5 separate regions of the Mus musculus genome follow, and regions 1, 2, 3 and 5 are each linked to region 4. The links are chromatin contacts, called in public Hi-C, HiChIP or PLAC-seq and promoter capture Hi-C maps. All regions are on one chromosome and are shown on one strand. Each heading gives the region's core, a stretch centred on a gene start, on an enhancer-like site or on the middle of the called end of the contact. The rest is flanking DNA. Distances are from core to core; before and after follow the strand shown.

Region 1 (2,700 bases), core at 2-2,501, 440 kb before region 4:
GAATCAGTCCTCCAAAAAGGACAGTCCTTGAGATTTTTAAAAATTCTTTTTTTTAAAGTCTTTTCCATTTCTTAATTCTATATTCTGCCAATTTACCATTCTGTTCTGACATTCCTTTATCAGAGGCAAGAAGCTCTGATAAATTTAAATTACATCTATTTATGTGTGTGTATGTGTGCATGAGAGAGAGAGAGAGAGCGCGAGCGAGCGAGAGAGCGAGCACATGTGCGTGTCATGGCGGTATGTGGAAGGCAGAGGACTGACTACTTGCAGGTATCAAGAGGGTCCTGGGAATCGAACTCATGTTGTCAGGCTTGGTGGCCAGTATCTTTACCCAATAGCCAGCTTGCCAGCCTTTTTATTTTTAATGATGCATAAATGATTTGTTTAAATTGTTTTAACTTTTATAGAAACAATAGCACAATCCTAATGTACTTCTCTGATTAATATCGCGCTTAAGGCAATGTTGAAGAGAAACTTTCAGGTGATCCCAGGAGTAGCCTTTCTCTGTGTTATGAGAACAATGCCAACTAATCTTGCTATCAATTTTCTGTACTAGAGAACATTCTGAAATAATAATAAAAACTATATAAAACATTATAAACTAGGATTCAAGGTTAAGCATACCATTTATTATTAGATTGGACTCCAAAGTTTAAATAAGACCAGGTTTTAATTTTAAAACGGCCTTAAAGGACACATATAAAATAAACTGGACAGAACTAAAAGGAAGTCAATATGGCCTTTATTTCCATGTGTGATGTAATGAGCCATAGCAAGTGAGTGCATCCCCTGTGAAATAAAGATGCTTAGCAAGGGCTGGGGATGCAATCCAGCATTATCTTCACTTGAAGGAGGGTATCTGACAGTGTGGGGAGTGGACTATCACCCTGCAAAGGTAGAACGTCTTGGGGACAACAGTGACCAACAAACTTTCTTGGTTGTGCATGGATGGGACAACCACAGAAATAGTGTTACCTCCCTCTGTGGGATATTGTGTTGGTCTTAATATGGGTTGAAATTTGGAAGTTAAGTCGAGACATTTTAAGAAGCAGGTGAAATGCTCTACAGCCTAGAAGCTCCTGGGGGTCAAAGATCTACCGGGGAGAAACAGCATGCTGGTCCTTCGTGCAAGAAAGAGTAGAACACGACCATGATTGGGAGACCAGAGGCTGGAAACGATAAGACAGCTCTTGCCTAGTGGTTTTCAGGACCATGGACAGAGGCACACGAGGCTGCCAATGCAAAGCTTGGAGGCATGGTTCCAGATGACAAGACAGCTTTCTCCTAGTGAGTCTCAGGACTAAGGACAGAGACACACGGGGCTGCCAATGCAAACCCTAGAGGGTTTAGCAATCCACATCAACCAAAGGTGTAGCTTCTTAACCAATCACAACCCAGATCCATTCATTGATAATTGGGCTAATCCAAGTACTTACTCTCATTCCGATTCTTGTGAGGATAATATCATACAGACTGTGAACGGGCTGTATATAAACATTGTATAACACATAATTAAAAATCCGGCCCAGAAATGGTTGCGGAAAGCCGATGGAGGGAGAGAAGTATGTGGGAGAGGGGATCAGGAGAGGAGTGAGGGGGTTAGGGATTTGGTGTAGGGAGGGGCAGGGGCGATGGCCGGATGGCCATGAGAATGAATGGAAATCTGTAACAGACTGGGGGAGGGGGGAGGGAGGGTCTCCAGGAAGAGATGGAGACCTGTGATAGGGGAAGCACCCGAGAACCAATGGGGGTGTCTTAACTGTGACTTACAGCATTGGGGACATGGAGCCTGGGGAGGCTGTCTTCTGTGTCCAGGCTGGAACTCTGGTGGATTGGTAGGGACACCAACCTACCAACAAGACTTTCAACCCAAAACTTATCCTGTCTACAAGAAATGCAGGGATTGGGGATGGAGCAGAGACTGAGGGAATGGCCGACCAATATCTGGCCCAACTTGAGACTCATCCCATAGACAAAAACCAACCCCTGACACTATTAGTGATACTCTATTATGCTTGCAGACACGTATACTTGCAGGAGTCTACTGTGACTGTCCTCTGAGGGGTTCCACCCACCAAAGGACTCACATAGATGCAGATACCCACAGCCAAACAGTGGATGGAGCTTGGGGACTTTCTTTCTTTCTTTCTTTCTTTCTTTCTTTCTTTCTTTCTTTCTTTCTTTCTTTCTTTCTTTCTTTCTTTCTCTCTTTAATATGAGTACACACTGTAGCTGTACAGATGGTTGTGAACCTTCATCTGGTTGTTGGGAATTGAATTTAGGACCTCTGCTCACTCCAGTCATCCCCACTCGCCCCAGCCCAAAGATTTATTTATTATTATACACAAGTACACTATAGCTGTCTTCAGACACACCAGAAGAGGGTGGCAGATCTCATTACGCATGGTTGTGAGCCACCATGTGGTTGCTGGGATTTGAACTAAGGACCTTTGGAAGAGCAGTCTTACTTGCTGAGCCATCTCTCCAGCCCCAAGCTTGGGGACTGTTATGGAAGAATAGGAGGAAGAATTGCAGCCCCTAAGGGAATAGGGATTCCACAGGAAGACCAAAAGAATCAACTGATCTGGACCCTTGGGGCTCTCAGAGTCTGAACCACTAACCAAAGAGCGTACATGGGCTGGATCTAGGCCTCCTACATATATGTAACAGATGTACAGCTTGGTCTTCATGTGGGTC
Region 2 (2,700 bases), core at 189-2,688, 480 kb before region 4:
ATGTGGTTGCATTTTGACTTCATCTGGAGAATCCAGGATTATCTCTTCTGTAAGTTGATCATACCTGGAAAGATGCCTCTTGTCTTATAAGGTAACATTAACCCTGAATGCCTTTTGAGGGGCCAGTGTTTCTTCTGTTGTAATTACAAGGCCACCTACTGACTCAATGGATTTCTCTGTGTCTCAATGGATCTCTCTCTCTCTCTCTCTCTCTCTCTCTCTCTCTCTTTCTTTTATTCCTTCACATAGCCCAGGTTGGCCTGGAACTTGCTAGCCAATGTTACCTTCTGATCTTCCTTTGTCTGATTTCCAAATGCTGCTGTTACAGTGTGTACACTGTGGTAGTTTGAGTAGGTCCGGCTCCCCATAGACGACTCACATATTTGAATGCTTGGACCACAGGAAAGTGGCATTATTAGGAGGTGTGACCTGGTTGGAGTTAGGTGTGGCTCTGTTGGAGGAAGTGTGTCATTGGAGGTGAGTTTTGAAGTTTCCTATGCTCAAGCTTCACTCAGTGTGGAATCATAGTTCTTTCCTGGCTGCTTGCAGAAGACAGTCTTCTCCTGGCTGCCTTGGGATCAAGATGTAGAACTCTTGGCTCCTCCGGCACCATGCCTGCCTGCATGCTGCCTTGCTTCCCACCATGATGATAATGGACTAATCCCATGACATTGTAAGCCAGTCCCAGTTAAATGTTTGCCTTTATAAGAGGTGCCTTGGTCATGGTGTCTTTTCACAGCAATAAACTCAGGCAATCTCCATTCATGGTTTTGATTTTATTTTTTTAAAAAATATTCCTTTATATTTATTTGTGTGTGTGTGTGTGTTTCTCCATGTGCATGTGCACATGGGTGTGGATGCTTCTGGAGGCCAGAAGAGGGTGTCGGATCCCTGAAGATGGAGTTGCCCATGGTAAATCATTGATGCTCATGTTGGGAACTAAACTCTAGTCCTCTGCAAGAGCAGCAAGCCATCTTCTCAGCCCCTTGGTTTCTGTTTTCTTGAAAGGTACCACAGCAGTCCCACCCAGCTTGTCTTTTTTATAGTTCTCTGTTAAACTCCAATGCTTCATTTTATAACTAGAGTGGGGTTTGAGGGACCCTAGTCAGCTGGTGACCTCCACCCTGCAGAGTTGGGGTGGTGTCCATAGCATAGACTGACGTTTTAAATGCACTGAACTCAAAGGTCGGGAGATGGGGGGTGTGTTTCTGGGTTGTTGCTTTTGAGAACTTGAGACCCAAGGCCAACGGCCTGACCTTTTGAACTCTTGGTTAAGTCATCTTCAGAATGAATCTTAATGTGTATGGAGATGAAAATGAGGAGCCAGATGAGAAAGCCTTCGCAGACTTCAAGTTTCAGAGAAATACGGATGCCCTGATGATACAGATATTGACCAAGGCAGCCTTAGTGGTCCCAGCAGCTCCAGGGAGGTTTTGTACCAGTTTCTCTCTAATTCCTGGCCCTTGACCTCCCCTTTTCTTTGAGCATTTGCACATGAAGAATGGTAATTGTAAATTCCTTCTCTGCCTCTTTGAGATGTAAATAGTCTCTGGCTGCCTCCAGCCAGGGCCAAGGACTGTAATTCTTAAGGATCTTTGAAATTTAATAATCACGGAGCTAGCATCCCTATTTCTCAGAGTCTGTGTGGTGGGAGCCTAAATCCAGAATTTTAATCCTAGCTGTAAGACCATTGCTGTTAGAAAGATAAGGGAACATTTATTTCCCTTTCTGTAAGGTACAGCTATTAAGTACTATGGTATTCCCTACCCATGTGTGTGTGTGTGTGTGTGTGTGTGTGTGTGTGCACATACATGGGTGCACTTGTATGTGAAGGTCAGAGGCCAACAGTAAGTACCTTCTTCAATAATCTCTATCTTAGTCTTTTAGGTCTCAAACTGAGCCTGGGGTTCACTGGTTCCATTAGACTGGCTGGCCACTAAACTACAGGCTTCCCACGCCTGTGCCTGTTCCCTCAGTGGTGAGACCACAGGTATGTATGGCTGTGTTTGCCCTTTTCTTTAATATGGAACCTGATTGATTCACCTCGGGACCCCTCATGCTTGTGTGGCAAGCCCTCTGCAGCCACCGAGTAATCTCTTCAGCCCCTCCCCCACCTCAAGGCTTTTAAAGATTTAGTTTTATTATTTTAGAACTATGTGCACAGGCGTAGGACACGTAAGTGCACATAAGTGAAGGTGCCTGAGGTGGCCAGAAGGCGGCACTGGAGTCCCTGGAGAGAGAATTATACAGGTGGCTTCGTGCCATCAGAAATAGGTGATGTCTGGAGACTGAACTCAGGTCCTCCCAAAGAGCAGAGAGTGCTCTTAAAGGCTGAGGCTCCATCTCTCCAGCCCTGGCAACTTAGGTTTTTAAAAAAACTCTTCTGTTCACTCATTGCTTCGTTGGACATAAGATTGCTCTGTCTTCCCTATTGAAGCAACAGCCTTGAACTTGATCTTCCTTCCCAGTTCAACTTTGTCCCTGAGGATTATTTAATCAGTTTATTTGTTTTTGAGGCGGGGTCCCACAAAGCCTGGACTTAAACGTTGAATCCTCTTAAATTCTGGGGTTGTGGCTGTGTCCATTGCACCAGTCTCTCCTTTAATCATTTCTGTCCGGACACCAATGTGAAGGTGAGAATAATATTTAAAGAAAAGTACCGGGTAACCTCTCAATTTCAAAGTAATTATGGCATGCTGG
Region 3 (2,700 bases), core at 151-2,650, 300 kb before region 4:
CCATGATTGTGAGTCACTTCATGTGGGAATTGTACTCCTGTCCTCAAAAGCAGCAAGTGCTCTAACCACGGGACCATCTCTCCAGCACAATTTTAACTTCTCAATGATCTTAATTATGTGTGGCTCTCCTGTTGTATCCTTGATCAAAATCCTATAGGTCTTTCTTTGCTGTTCTAAATGCCAATCACCCTGTATATGAATTCACTCTATTTGAGGCAGTGGCTGGAGATCTGGGCTCCATACGCTTTCTCTCGCCATCACGTCCCCTTACATGTCTCCTAAGCACTGCTGCTGTGGTCGCTGCCTGTCATTTCCCTGGCACCATCTGTAGACTGATATTCTGCCAAGGGATTTGTATGGATTCCAAGTGAGAATTCGGCTTATTTAGTTAAGAGAAAAGAAAGAAATTGATCAATTCCTATTCTAGCCCACTCCCCCCAGCCTCCAGTTTCCTCCCCATTCACCCTCGTGTGGTGATATTCCTGCAGCTTTGAAATAGAATCAGATTTCCAGGCTGCACCATTAAGCTTTCAGCCAAAAATTGCACTTAGCCAGAAATGCTCACAATCCTAATAGTTGTGAGAAATAAGACACTTGATTAAAAGGCGGCGCACTTGTCTATATCTTTAATGTGCATTCCTAATGAGTCTTAGCAGGAGGCTGATTCACATGAAAACGCACAATTAGCCTATCCAAGTTTAACACACTATTATCTACACCCAGGCCCTCTCTTCATTACCATCTGAATGCCCTGTTTTCTTTGGAGTTTTGTGCAGGAAACAAATCCCTATATATGGCACAGGCAGTTTCAAATTCCCATTTATCTGCACTTGCCCTTTAGACAAAAGGCCCAAACAACATGCTCTTTGATGCATTAATTTTCCAATCTCTGGCTATTTTTGAAATTGTCATGTAGCCTGCTTCCCTTTTCCCAGGGATTCAAGTCAGTGCACAGGGTGGAAGTGGATACAGCCGGGGGGATTTGTTTGTTATTCCGAGTGGAGGTTATACTGTCTATCCCGGCATTCTGGGGCTTAAAGCTGCTCGAAGGGACAGTTGAAATTCAGTTCGATATTGCTTGGATTTGATGTCACTACGACTGTGCACAGCTCCCTACTGTAGAGTTTTGAACTGAGGGGTGGGGGAGGAAATAACGAGATTCCTGAAGTAAAATCCACGAGAATGAAAGTTTTATTGAATTCTCATCCTGGATACTACTCTCTGACCTTCCATTAATTGTCAGCGTTTCTCTTATGCCATGCATATCCCACAGTCCCGCCGACTGCCTCTGATATGCAAAATCCCACTTATTCTGAATTGAGTAAAAGTGAAGGGCTGGAGAGATGCTGAGCACACGCAGGCACACAGTTCAGGGCACAGGCAGCAGACAGCTCTTCCCTGCCTGCAACTCCAGCTCCGGGGGATCAGGCTTCCTCTTCTGGCCTCTGGGGGCACCTGTACACTTGTGCACACAGCCATTCACAGGCACACACAGGCACCTGCACACATGTGCACACAGCCATTCACAGGCACACACAGGCACCTGCACACTTGTGCACACAGCCATTCACAGGCACACACAGGCACCTGCACACTTGTGCACACAGCCATTCACAGGCACATAATGAGATTTTTAAAAGAAGTTGGTAAGACCCTATGTAACTGTTTAATACTTTCTCGAATTTCACCTCACCTCAGGTGTCTTTTAAGAGTTGACCTTTCAGAGAGAGTTAAAAGAATTTTTTTCTTATGATAAAAGTGGTTTTTACTCTTATACATGTGTACACATGAAGGTATGCACACCCATGCACACGCATGTGCAGGCCAGAGATCTGTGTCTAGTGACTTCCTCTATTGCTCTTTACCTTAATTTTGGAAGCAACTGATGCTGCTGAACCTAGACATTAACTGATTGGCTAGACTGGCTTGCCAGGGAGTCTTGTCATCTTGTGATTATAGGCACGTGCTACCATGCCTCATGCCATTTATTTATTTATTTATTTATTTATTTATTTATTTATTTGACCAGGGATCTGAACTTAGGACTTCATGTTTGTGCAGCAAGCCCTTTACCTACGAAACCAGATTCCTAACCCTGTAGTTTTTGCTTTTGAAAAGTGAATTGCAGCTGGGTATGGTGGCACACCACCTTTCATCCCAGCACTTGGGAGGCAGAGGCAGGTGGAGCTCTGTGAGTTTGAAGCCAGCCTGGTCTACATCATGAGTTCCAGGACAGCCAGAGCCATATAGTGAGACTCTGTCCTGGGGGCAGGAATAGCAAAAGCAAAAGCAACAAAACAAACAACACCCCCAAACAAACAAACAAATTACAAATCTTTTGCCATGCAGTGGAGGCACACGCCTTTAATCCCAGCACTCAGGAGGCCGAGGCAGGTGGAGCTCTGAGTTTAAGGCCAGCCTGGTCTACAGAGTGAGTTCCAGGACAGCTAGGACTACACAGAGAAACCCTGTCTTAACAAACAAACAAACTAAAAAAAAAAAAAAAAAAAAAAAAGGAAAAACAGAAAGAAAGAAAAGTGAATTGCATAGGGTCTTATTAAGCACTTAATAATTTTAGGACTACTTGAATGACATGCATTTTGCTGACTGATACAGTGAAACAGACAGATATGACATTTGATGCCTGAATAGATAAAACTGTTACTTGCTGCTAGGTGATGCTAGGGATAGTCTGTTAAG
Region 4 (2,700 bases), core at 60-2,559:
ATTTGAGTGCTTTAATATTCTACACAAGCAATAGTGCCCAGGGAGTGGCCACTGGAAGAATATTCTCTGTAGTTGTTGATTTTCTGAGTGTGTGTTGCACCCATTTGTATGTCTGTGAGTATGTATAAGTGTGTGCATATGTGTGTGAGTGTATGCATGTGTGTGCACATGTATATGTGCATGCATGTGTGCCTGTGAGTGTGTATAAGTGAGTATGTATTCCTGTCAGTGTGTGAATGTGTGCGCGTGAGTGTGTACCTGTGTGTGCACTCACGTGTGTGTGCACGCACACACATATGGGAGGGGGTTCCCTTTTTCAGTATTCCATAATTTTCCATTTTGGGCCCTCTGGGAATTACTATTAAGAAACATGATTATGGAATGCTGCCTATTTCCAGAAGGATGCTTTCATAAAACTCAGTCTACTCAGAGAACTCTTCATGGGTGGATTTGTATTCCTGAAGCACCAACTAAAATAAGAAATGTTAATTTCTCGCAGACTATTATCAGATGATTTTTAAATATCTGCCAAGCAGGAATGTCTGTTCCCATGTGAGGAATTTCCGTAATAAAATCCTGGCACCGGAGCACAAGGCAATAGTTTTATAGAAACAGAGAAAAACAGCACGCGTTTTCCCGGAGGACAGTTTTAGCTACAATTCACCAACGCTTGCTTCGTTATTTCTGTCTTATTTTATGCTTTTGTTTTGAAACATAATGCAGTTTTACCTGGATACACTCCCGGGCAATCAGGAAATAGCTCACTATGTTGGTTGGTACTGCCAAATACAAGACCTGCGGAAAATCAGAAGGCTTCCTTGCCTGGCTGCTTTCCTCACCCCAAAGGGTGGCAGGGCACAAAATGGGTTAAAGCTTATTGGAGAATAGAGGGGAGGGGAGGGAGCCCCGAGGAGGCCAGGAGCAGCGGGCAGCGGGCAGCGCCTCCAGGTCCAGCTTCCATCACCTGCAGCCGCTGCGGAGCTCAGAAAGCTGCTGGCTGCTGCTGTGCTTTTTGGAGGAGGAAGGATGCTGGGGCAAATTTCTAAGACCGGTGCGAGGAGTGGGCGTGGCCTCGGCAGCAGTGTGTAAGCTTGTTAGGACAGAAGCTGGTTGCTTTTCTGTGAGGAACCAGTACTGAGGGCAGGGGAGAAGGAGGGTGGGGAAGAAAGAGAGAGAGAAAGAGAGAGAGGAGAGGGAGAGAGAGAAGGAAGGAGGAGCAAGGGAGGAGGGAGGAGGGAGAGGAGGAGGAGAGAGCGCGCGCGTGAGAGGAGGGAGGGGGAGGAAAGAGATCCAGAGAGCTAGAGATACTGAAGACCCAGTCAGTGCTGGGTGAAGGACTGAGGAGAACCTGTCTCCAGCGCTCTGAGAGCCACTCGAGATATTTTGGGGAGCTCAAAAATTATGAATATGGGATCTGTCGCTGGAGCTGTTCTCAAGATGTTACTTCTGTTGTCTACTCAAAATTGGAACAGAGTGGAAGCTGGGAATTCATGTAAGTACACAGCAAATGATTTAAAACTTGCAGGGGGGCTCCGCGCAAAACTTTGATTCTGTTGTTTTCACGATTAATCTTTTCAACTGGAATCGCTGCGGGGCTAGGAAAAGCACTACAGGGAAATTGTGCAAATATGATCGGGTTCCTCTTGGTCTGGTCAAAATATGCAATATGTTATTTGGATTTTTTTTTTTTTACTAGCAGAATTTCACTCTCTTTGAATATTCATTGAGAAGACTCAACTTCTAGTAAAACATTAAATTAGCATCTTAATCGGGGGACCAGCCCGGGAACGTCTTCCATTGCGCCTGTCTTGAGGTCATTAAATTTCATTGGGATTATTTGTCTACCAGGAAAACAACCCGCAGACTTGATATTCTGCTGCATTAGCTGAGATTTCTGAAGTTTGCGATTTAGCAGTGGCTGGCTGCATCTCTGAAATGGTGCAGGCTAATAGCTGAGACATACTGCAGACTTCGCGGGCAGGGGCAGGCAGAACTGGTGGAGGCACAGCTCAGCACTGGAGAGCTGTGTCCTCAGGCAGAAGAGCACTCCTGGATGGGTACCCATCCCTACATCTCCCTTAAAGGGAAATGTGCAGGTGACTTCCCCCTCCCCCACCACCCGCTTAAGTAGTGTTCTCTAGTGGTTGAATTTTCAACTTCATGTATTTGTGATTGATTGTCTTAGTGCTGAGTTCATTGATTCGAGGAACATTTGTTATGGTCTCGTTGCTTAATTTAAATATCATCCAAAATACCCTGGCCCAACTCTTTCGTCAGCTTGCCATTGGAAATAGGAAAAGTTTTAAAAGTTTATATTTGGTTTAGATTCTTTAGATAGAAGAATTTCCTCTTTTTATGTATGATAAAAACAGCCAAGCAAACACACAACTTTCTATTTCTTTCTCTGCTTTACAAGAAAGGGTTATAAGTCCTGCTCAGGAATGGATGGGACCTGCCTTACTGACAGCTTTAGGTTTGAGAGACAAGACATTGGTAACTCTCTTTGCCATAGACCCTCTTTTGCCTTAACTGTAGAGTCCTCACGAGGGAAAGGCACAGGGAACTCACTGCCACGAGCTCGTGTCCACCCACTGATGATTTTTCAGGAGCTCATTTAATGTCAGAATTTACCTGCCACTCTGCAAAGGCAAAGGAGAGAACTTCACTCCTAGGCTGGACTGTGCTTCCCATTCAATTTCA
Region 5 (2,700 bases), core at 200-2,699, 370 kb after region 4:
TAAATTTGAGCGTCATGGGGAGAGACAGTAATTGAAAGGCTGAGGCATGGTCTTGTTGGAGGAGGTGTGTTGCTAGGTATAGACTTCGAGAGTTTAAAGGGCCAAGCCAAGAAGCCCGCTGTCAGCGTCTCTCTGCCTTTAGATTAGAATACAAAACTCTCAGCTCCCTCCCCAGCACCAGCCTGCCTGCTTGCCATGCTTCCCGTCCTGATGATAGTGGACTGAACCTCTGGCACTGTAAGCCAGCCCCCAGTTAAACGCACTTACACGAGTTGCCTTGGTGCCTTGGTTGTGGTGTCTCTTCATAGCAATAGAGCCGTGACCAAGACACACGGTTTCTAGTGCACTTGAAAAGTAGAGATTTTTGGATACTTAAAGTATTTTCTGTTGAGAGATTTGCTAGTTCCATTCCCCAGTGCCCCCCCTTCCCCCCCCCCCCTCCCGCCTTTCCCAAGTCCGGGTTGAATGATGTGGAATGTTGGAAGGGGTAAGCAATCTCCAGGAGCTAAATTATTATTGAATACTAAAAGTGGAAGTCTGCCAAAATAGCGGTAGCTGGAGAAAAGATCACCCAGGAGTTTAAGCTATTTTTTTTTTTGCATGTAGCTATGACTAGTGGTTTTCTCATATCAGTCTGATCTCAAGTTCCACTTATAAAAGCATGAGTCATGGGTTTCAGAATATTATGACATTAATAAATTATAAAAATGAACAGGATTTTGTTTTCATTGTAATTGCATAAAGGGGTTGATTAATTGCGGAGTTCAAAGTAATTTTACAACATATCTTTCTAAAGAATTATTTATTTACTTATTTATCTATTTATCTATTTATTTATTTATTTATATATGAGAGTACATTGTAGCTGTCTTTAGACACACTAGACGAGGGCATTGGATTCCATTACAGATGGTTGTGAACCACCATGTGGTTGCTGGGAACTGAACTCAGGACCTCTGGAAGAGCAGTCACTGAGCTATCTCTCTAGCCCTAGAACATTCTGTAGGTATGCAAATGTCTTCATGCCTTATGCATACATGTAAGAGAGCTCTATAGAGATGCCAGTGTTTAATGAGTGCTGCTTGTAAATGAAAGCAAACGATTTACCCAGAGAACGAAAATGATCGTCAACACTTTCAAGGAGAAAAAGTTAACAGCCACATACCAATCATTATATTAAGTCTTAAGTCTCTGTTGCCAGAGACTTCTACACTTCTCTATCGCAGACTTTCCAGACGGATGCTCGGTGCAATGAAAAAAGTGTTTCCCAGTGACAATTAGATTCTTCTTAGGGTAATTTTCCAACAGTAAGAAGTATGTACACTAAGCAAGAAATTAATTTTATTTTCTTGAGTGATTGAGTAATAGCAATTCCTTGGTAGTTGGCCATTCTGTCCTGAGAGCCAGCTGGCAAGTGAATCAGGAAAATGTTTGTTGCTTTTCTTGGCTTGTTGCCTACACGTTGAATGCAAGTGACGCTTGGTAAATTACAGGACTAAATAGAATCTTGGGTCCTAGCCTAGAAATTTATTAATGGTTGTTGAGCAATCAGATCACAAGAGGGCATGTAGTTAAAGTCTCAGTAGCAGGTGTCTAAAAGCTTCCTTCTTGTGGAGGTCACTGTTTAAAAATCCATAGGCTTTGTTTTAGACAAAAACATGCTTGAAGGTAATGTTTTTTTTTTTTTCTGTAATTCAGTGATTAGGTTATTTGGTTGAACAGAATCAGTATAGACATCCTCATGGTTTATTAAAAATATCTCTGAATGCTTAGAAAAATCGACAGTGTAAGAATATCAGGTTTTAGATAATTAGCTATTAAGAAAATCACTTTCATGCTTTTCAAATTAGAACTTATGGATGGGGGAAATGGTATTGCAGTGTAGCCAAGTCTGGTCTTGAGCTATGTGGGGTTTGGGCTGGTCTTGAACTCTATGTAGCTCATGTCATGATGTCAGGCAGTGTCATCTCTCCAGCTCATCACATTCTTGTCTTTATCTAAGACATCAGCAGTTCCAACATACATGTAAGAGTGCTTTTGAACAGGAAGCAGTTGGACCATTTCCTGGCCTGTAGTATACGAATATATTAATATGCTTGCAGGCATGCATTGGAGATTCCTTGAAATGTGAAAAAATTCTTAAGTGCCTTACATTAGGCATAGTCAGTGATAAACATTTACAAACAAGTGTTAATCTAATCCACACTTCAGGCACACATATATGCATATGCACACACACACACACACACACACACACACACACACACACACACAGGCATGCGCACGGGCCGCCGCCACCACCACCACCACCACCACCACTGCCAGTATCCAGTCTCCAAAATGTTGACTAACATGTTCAAGGTCACACAGTTACACAGCTGTTAGCTAGCTGATCTTGGGATCAAATTATAATTTGTTTTTACACAGCATCCTATCAATCAACTTCCTCTTTAAATGGACATAATAAATATACATGGGATCCTATATGAATATATGTATCACATGTAAAAGAAATGCATAACAATTGAATATTGATAAATCGATTTATCTCATAATTTTCTTACTGTATATGTACCTGTAAACATACAATAGCATGACAGTTATATATGTGTGTGTGTGTGTGTGTGTGTGTGTGTGTGTGTGTGTGTGTTCATATAAATTACCTCATTTTTCATTCATCTAATTTATATATAGCAGTGT

What was found. Promoter capture Hi-C pulls out the DNA fragments that hold promoters and counts their contacts. Hi-C and Micro-C count contacts between places; a contact is called where the count stands out from the background. HiChIP or PLAC-seq counts read pairs in DNA pulled down with a chosen protein or histone mark.
Region 1: a contact with region 4 is called in a promoter capture Hi-C map of second pharyngeal arch cranial neural crest, with 5 times the contacts expected there. The contact joins the enhancer-like site here to the promoter of Cntnap4 in region 4. A contact is called at or near these places in 7 of 39 promoter capture datasets (embryonic stem cells, hippocampal neurons, liver and 3 more), 3 of 115 datasets of contacts at active chromatin or transcription factors (embryonic basal ganglia, embryonic forebrain and embryonic stem cells) and 1 of 9 other capture datasets (embryonic stem cells).
Region 2: an H3K27ac HiChIP or PLAC-seq map of embryonic stem cells shows a contact between it and region 4, with 5 read pairs. The contact joins the enhancer-like site here to the promoter of Cntnap4 in region 4. A contact is called at or near these places in 1 of 39 promoter capture datasets (embryonic stem cells), 6 of 115 datasets of contacts at active chromatin or transcription factors (embryonic basal ganglia, embryonic forebrain, embryonic limb bud and 3 more) and 1 of 9 other capture datasets (adipose tissue).
Region 3: a contact with region 4 is called in a Hi-C map of cortical neurons, with 2.5 times the contacts expected there. The contact joins the enhancer-like site here to the promoter of Cntnap4 in region 4. A contact is called at or near these places in 2 of 39 promoter capture datasets (hippocampal neurons and trophoblast stem cells), 3 of 484 Hi-C or Micro-C datasets (cerebellar granule neurons and cortical neurons), 5 of 115 datasets of contacts at active chromatin or transcription factors (astrocytes, embryonic basal ganglia, embryonic forebrain and 2 more) and 2 of 9 other capture datasets (adipose tissue and pancreatic islet).
Region 5: a contact with region 4 is called in an H3K4me3 HiChIP or PLAC-seq map of embryonic basal ganglia, with 3 times the contacts expected there. The contact joins the enhancer-like site here to the promoter of Cntnap4 in region 4. A contact is called at or near these places in 3 of 39 promoter capture datasets (embryonic stem cells, liver and trophoblast stem cells), 2 of 484 Hi-C or Micro-C datasets (cortical neurons and nephron progenitors), 7 of 115 datasets of contacts at active chromatin or transcription factors (SST interneurons, embryonic basal ganglia, embryonic forebrain and 4 more) and 1 of 9 other capture datasets (adipose tissue).

What each region holds. Positions count from the first base shown.
Region 1 is chr8:112,127,775-112,130,474 of GRCm38.p6, forward strand. No RefSeq gene overlaps it. Among named protein-coding and RNA genes, the nearest start is that of Gm22827, 67 kb to the left of the region's middle. Within about 2 kb of position 1,252, at least 44 of the 459 cell types and tissues checked have an H3K27ac peak or open chromatin away from gene starts, as enhancers often do. A contact at or near this core is called in second pharyngeal arch cranial neural crest, where this site is marked.
Region 2 is chr8:112,091,528-112,094,227 of GRCm38.p6, forward strand. No RefSeq gene overlaps it. Among named protein-coding and RNA genes, the nearest start is that of Gm22827, 30 kb to the left of the region's middle. Within about 2 kb of position 1,439, at least 5 of the 459 cell types and tissues checked have an H3K27ac peak or open chromatin away from gene starts, as enhancers often do. A contact at or near this core is called in embryonic stem cells, where this site is marked.
Region 3 is chr8:112,268,366-112,271,065 of GRCm38.p6, forward strand. No RefSeq gene overlaps it. Among named protein-coding and RNA genes, the nearest start is that of Gm39253, 28 kb to the right of the region's middle. Within about 2 kb of position 1,401, at least 33 of the 459 cell types and tissues checked have an H3K27ac peak or open chromatin away from gene starts, as enhancers often do. A contact at or near this core is called in cortical neurons, embryonic basal ganglia and embryonic forebrain, where this site is marked.
Region 4 is chr8:112,568,734-112,571,433 of GRCm38.p6, forward strand. It overlaps Cntnap4 (contactin associated protein-like 4), which reads left to right and starts at 1,310. Exons shown (of 24, transcript NM_130457.2): 1 at 1,310-1,492. The coding sequence starts at 1,402. It overlaps Gm26994 (predicted gene, 26994), which reads right to left and starts at 842. Exons shown (of 6, transcript NR_132433.1): 1 at 730-842.
Region 5 is chr8:112,935,057-112,937,756 of GRCm38.p6, forward strand. No RefSeq gene overlaps it. Among named protein-coding and RNA genes, the nearest start is that of Gm45904, 14 kb to the left of the region's middle. Within about 2 kb of position 1,450, at least 16 of the 459 cell types and tissues checked have an H3K27ac peak or open chromatin away from gene starts, as enhancers often do. A contact at or near this core is called in embryonic basal ganglia, where this site is marked.